Regions from separate parts of the Sus scrofa genome. Here region 1 is linked to region 2. The links are chromatin contacts, called in public HiChIP or PLAC-seq maps. All regions are on one chromosome and are shown on one strand. Each heading gives the region's core, a stretch centred on a gene start, on an enhancer-like site or on the middle of the called end of the contact. The rest is flanking DNA. Distances are from core to core; before and after follow the strand shown. Region 1 has its middle 210 kb from the start of ZNF462. Region 2 has its middle 110 kb from the start of ZNF462.

Region 1 (2,700 bases), core at 133-2,632, 310 kb before region 2:
ACCCTGGAAGGGTTAGTTACAGCCCTGAATCCTAGACTCCCCCCAGAACCCTAGGGAAATATATGTGACCCGAAAGCCCTTTACAGCTCTGAGAAAGCCGTGATGAACCATCTGTGAAGAGAAGTCTGATTTAGGGGAGATGTCACTGATCACCAGCAGGGCGGCGCCATCCTCCTCACCAGCTCCCTGCCTCTATGCCCAAACACTCCCTGGACAGTACTCCCCCTGGCCTCTCTACCCATCCTAGGCTCTTCTTCTGTAGCATCTACTGAAGGTTTTAGGCTGAATAGACCACCCTTATTCCTCTGATTTGCTGTGGTTCCCCAGGGACTGTACCGAAGTGGGAACACAGTACCATTGTGCAATGCATCGGAAACAGCATTACGCATCTCCTCATGGCTTTTCTGTCCACCAGGGCTCAGCTGAGTGGGGTCTTCACTTCCCAGAGGGACCCGTTCTTTTCCTCCTGGGCATCGTTTTCCCTTTGGGAGACTGACTTTGGTTTCCGAAGTTTACAATCACTGAAAATCCAAAAGAATTTTTTTTTTTAATTTCCTAAGATGGGGAATTTATCTTTAAGATGTTTTAAAATGATTTTTATTTTTTCCATTATAGCTGGCTTACAGTGTTCTGTCAATTTTCTACTATACAGCAAAGTGACCCAGTCACACATATATAGAGAGAGAATTTTTTTTTTAGAGAGAAGGGAAAAACCCCTTCTCCTCTATAAGTCACCTATGCCAGGCTCTTGGCCAACTGGAAAGACAGAGGGCAGCTCAGCCCAACTTCCCCTGAGCTCAAGGAGAGCCCATCTGACTTTCTGGGCGCCTGGGTGGTCTCCCTAGCTCTGCCAAGCAAAGGAAAACTGGGCTTCCCCAGGGCCAGTACCTTGGCCTAGAGTCCACTTCTTTTAGTTTCTTTTGGTACCTTCGACCTTTTGGCTCAACACGCGGATTAAGAAGAGGGGCCTAAGGAATAAACTCTCTCCAGCCGCCACTCGGATTAGTCTGGAATTAGGCCACTGCTGTCAATTTTATTTGGTGATCCCAGTTGGCTCTCCAAATTATACCTGTAATTTGGTGCACTCCATGTATTACAGTCTGTCAGAGAAATCCTATAATTATTTTTTAAGTGACAAAATTTTAAGGAATAGCTCAATAAATGGAGCTAAATTTAGAGCACCATCTCTGTACAATGGAACGTGGCGGGAGTCAGAGATATGATCAGTGGCTGGTAGAAGAAGAATTTTGTTACCATCCAAAAGGTGGCAGCAAAAATTACCTCAATTAACTTAACAAGAAGCCCGTCCTCCTCTGCCAGCCTGCCCAGGAGCCCTGGCACACACCTTGTCCCTTCCCTGCCAGGATTCCGTGCCTTCCTCACCGAGCTGTCCCCGGCGCCATCTGCTGCTCCCGTCTGGGGCCGATGCCCAGGCCCCAGTTGTGTCCTGCCTCCTCCCTGAGATCCTGCAGCTCAGCATTCCAGAAGGAGCAGGGTCAGGAGTTCACGCCTCAAAGAAATCTCAGCACAGATCAATGTTTTATGGGGAAGCCAGAGAGAGGAGCAAGGGCCTGCCTCCTCCCTGTACAGACGGCACAGAAAATGCGATTTTTCCCCAAACCCCAGAAGGGAAGGTCTCAGGAGAATCTGCATACGTACCTCCTCTATCTATCCATCCAAGCTTTTATTTTTGAGAACCTGCTCTGTGCTGGATGTTCGTGAATGACTTAGATGCACAAATAGATCGATTCAGTATTTATTTAGCCCTTCCTGTGGGTTACACATCCTTCTAGGTTCCCGGTTTCCAGCAGTGAACAAAGCAGAAGGCCCTGTCTGCACGTAGCTCCATTCTAATGGGGTAAGTCTGTCAGCAGGCTACATGGGGAGAGTATGTGCTTGGTTTGATGGTAGTAAGTGCTAAGGTGAAAGATAAAGTGGGATAAAGGAGGCAAAGAGTGACAGGGGCTGTGACAGCTTCAGACAGGGCAGCCAGAGAGGACCTTGCTGAGAAAGCCACATCTGGGTGGGAACCGAGGGAGGCCAGGCAGACCCTGATGCTTCATGGAGGACACAAGTTGCAAGCAGAGGGAATAAACAACAGGCTGAAAGACCTGGGTGGGAAATGTTAAGAGGGCTGAGTGAATGTTAGGGGTCCCTGTTTGAGAGGGCCAGGAGGTACTGAAGAAGGGACATGTGGGGTTCCTATCGTGGCTCAGCAGAAGTGACTCTGACTAGCATCCATGAGGACGAAGGTTTGATCCCTGGCCTCTCAGTGGGTTAAGGATCTGGTGTTGCCATGAGCTGTGGTGTAGGTTGCAGACACGGCTCGGATCTGGCGTTGCTGAGGCTGTGGTGTAGGCCAGCAGCTATAGCTCCGATTTGACCCCTAGCCTGGGAACCTCCATATGCCGCAGGTGCAGCCCTAAAAAGACAAAAAAAAAAAAAAAAAAAAAAAAGGGACACATTTTTAAAAAAGGATGGACTAGGAGTTTGGGGTTAATAGATGCAAACTATTCCATTTAGAATGGATAATCAATGAGGTCCTGCTGTACAGCACAGGGAACTATATCCAGTCTCCTGGGAAAGACCATGATGGAAGATGATATAAGAAAGGGAATGTATATATATATGTGTGTGACTGGGTCACTTTGCTGTACAGCAGAAATTGGCACAACGTTGTAAATCAACTATAATTTTTTT
Region 2 (2,700 bases), core at 43-2,542:
CAGACCCAGGCATTTCCTCTCTTCTAGAAGCACATGCCAGCACAGTCAATATCTGGAAACCCGCTGCTTCACAGTAGGGCTGAGAACTAAACTGGTACTTTACTAGAAAATGGTAATAAAGCAATTTAAATGGCTTTTCATCCTCCTTGCTCTTAACAGCTTTTAGGTTCATACGAGACCAATCAATTAATCCTGCTTCAGAGCTGCAGGAATGGGGTGTTTTCCAGCCCCTGAACAGGAGATGGGCCCCTAAGAGCACTACCCCATGAGGACCACCCCGAGTCTGGCGTCCATCCGGGGCAGTGGTGAGTGGAGATGCCTGGCTGGACAAAATCATATTCCTGAAACCTGGCTAGCTTCCCAGGTGCTCATGAATCGCCTCTGCCCCAAAGGTGAACCATGACTGTGATTCTGCTTTGCATACTCCACTCCTCACCTGCTCATTTCCTTCAATGCCCGTTTTCTGTCTGGGAGGGTTAATCAGGCAGGAGTGATGATTCACCTTGATGGAAACGGATGCACACATATAAAGGAGTTGCCTTTTCTTTCCTGACCAAGAGCAGGGTACTCCGTTTGAAAGCTTCTTCCCTCACCTTGAGGAATTTCTCACTTATCCCAGCATCCCCAGGGCTGTGCCTGGCACACGCTCTCAGAGAATAATGGAGGATGTGAATTAAAACAGAAATGAAGTGGAAACTTTGGAAGAGGGGAGGTTAGGGCAGGATTTTTTCATTTCTCTTCAGGACCAAGTGTTACGTGTTATTCCTTTAGGAATTAATTTTTTTAAAAAATCATAGGACCGAAAGGTAAATGATTAACCTGCAAGTAGAAAGTAACAGATTGAAAATGATCAATGCAAGGAGATGGTCTCAGTGGTTCTCCTGCTGACAAATTGGTGATGAAGTGATGTTTTTCCCTCATCGTGGAATCAGTGTGGGGTGTTTCTCCATCTCAGCACAGATTTTGCCAGAAGTTGTCTCGAGACCTCAAGCACAACTTGTTTAGACATTTTCCAGTTGTATTTTTTTTTCTAGCCTTGTTAAAAATATTGACTTTGACAGCTTTAAAATGATGGCCTCAAAATTGGAATAATTTACATTCTGGAATTAAGATAATTCAGGCATTTCTGCTGGCAACGACAGAGTGTAGGAGCCAGTTATAGAAATCCCAGATTGGAGGGAGACGGAGCCATTAGCATAGATTGGTCTGCTGTGGGTATTCAGAGCAGTCACCTTCCCATGTAAATGGATCTTTATGTCTCTCCCAGGCAGGCCCAGATTCTGAGCTATTTTCGGAGCTCCTCTTGGATCAGGTGATGGAGAGGAGGGTGGGCGAGGGCCGCGGACTCGGGCTACACTCCTGTTGCTGGCTCCTTGGTGTTCTGCAAGAGACACAGAAGGCCTGAGGAAAAATTCTAGCCACTGTCTGGCCACTGTGTGTTTACCCTAGACGTTCTCCCCTTTAAATCCTGGGTCTCAGTCCCAGGGAGTCAACATAGAAGGCATTCAGAACGGCTCAGTGGTCCTGGACCTGGCCCAGAGCTCTCTGCCAGATTCCAAACACACCTGCTAAACAGATTCCTTTCTCCCAGCACTCTGCTGACATTTTCAGCTGGAACCAAAGCTCTCTCTTGGTCCCTAGCATTCCTCTGACTGCTAACTGGATCATCTGTCCACTCCTTTTCTTCAGAGCTGCTTCTTACTTCTGGCTGGAAAGACCTGAATCAAAAGCCAACCTGATTCATACCCCAGGCTCTGGCTCAGAAATGAGCAAGTGGTAATCAGGTTCCTGTAGGAAAAAGGAAAGCAGAATCTTCCCATTTAGAGTTCTTCCTCCTCCTCCTCCTACTTCTCTCCAAATTGCTCTGAGATGTCATCCAAGATGTCATCTGTATTTGATGTATGGAATTTGCCCAAGGATACCTGCCTGGTGACTGGGTCAGATGGACCCCAAGCCTGTGGTTGGGATACATCCCCTGTCACCTCTAGCAAAGATGTAGAAAACTGAGTCATTCTTTTCCATGGAATCCAGCAGGTGTAAGAGACATGAGAGATGACGAGGGCGTATCTCAAATATGTGGCTTATAAGTGGGTTTAAATTCAATCAGTCACAGCATCATTGGCCTTTGGAATTTTATGACTGGAAGGGACATTAAAAGCCATTGAATTCAGCACTTTAACAAGTACCCAATGCCTGAAACCCTTATATATGTGTGTGTGTATCTATCTATCTATCTATCTATCTATCTATCTATCTATCTATCTATCTATATAGATAGATATATAGCAAGTAGTTCTTAACTGGGAAGGATGATTTTTGACCCACAGGGGACATTTGGCAATGTCTAAAAACATTTTTAGTTCTCACACCTTGGGTAGTAGAAGCCAAGGATGCTGCTAAACACCCTCCAATGCTCAGACCAGTCACCCCTCCTTAGCGCGACAAAAAAATTATCTGGCTCAAAGTGTCAGTCACGCCAAGATTGAGAAATCCTGATGGATGGAAAGTCAAGATGATGGAAACACAGTTATCCGAGATAATCTGGACCAAGTTCCTCCTTGTTACAGACAGGAAGAAGAGGCCCAGAATGGCGATGTCACTCACTCTTGACTGCACAGCAACATTTTGGTAGAACTGGATCTACACTCCATTTGATACTGGCACAAAAAATAGCTATATAGTATTAACATGAAAAACTGT

Evidence for each region. HiChIP or PLAC-seq counts read pairs in DNA pulled down with a chosen protein or histone mark.
Region 1: an H3K27ac HiChIP or PLAC-seq map of skeletal muscle shows a contact between it and region 2, with 6 times the contacts expected there. The contact joins two enhancer-like sites. A contact is called at or near these places in 1 of 47 Hi-C or Micro-C datasets (skeletal muscle) and 1 of 2 datasets of contacts at active chromatin or transcription factors (skeletal muscle).

Annotation. Positions count from the first base shown.
Region 1 is chr1:248,233,158-248,235,857 of Sscrofa11.1, reverse strand. No RefSeq gene overlaps it. Among named protein-coding and RNA genes, the nearest start is that of ZNF462, 210 kb to the right of the region's middle. Within about 2 kb of position 1,382, at least 3 of the 83 cell types and tissues checked have an H3K27ac peak or open chromatin away from gene starts, as enhancers often do. A contact at or near this core is called in skeletal muscle, where this site is marked.
Region 2 is chr1:247,919,478-247,922,177 of Sscrofa11.1, reverse strand. No RefSeq gene overlaps it. Among named protein-coding and RNA genes, the nearest start is that of ZNF462, 110 kb to the left of the region's middle. Within about 2 kb of position 1,292, at least 6 of the 83 cell types and tissues checked have an H3K27ac peak or open chromatin away from gene starts, as enhancers often do. A contact at or near this core is called in skeletal muscle, where this site is marked.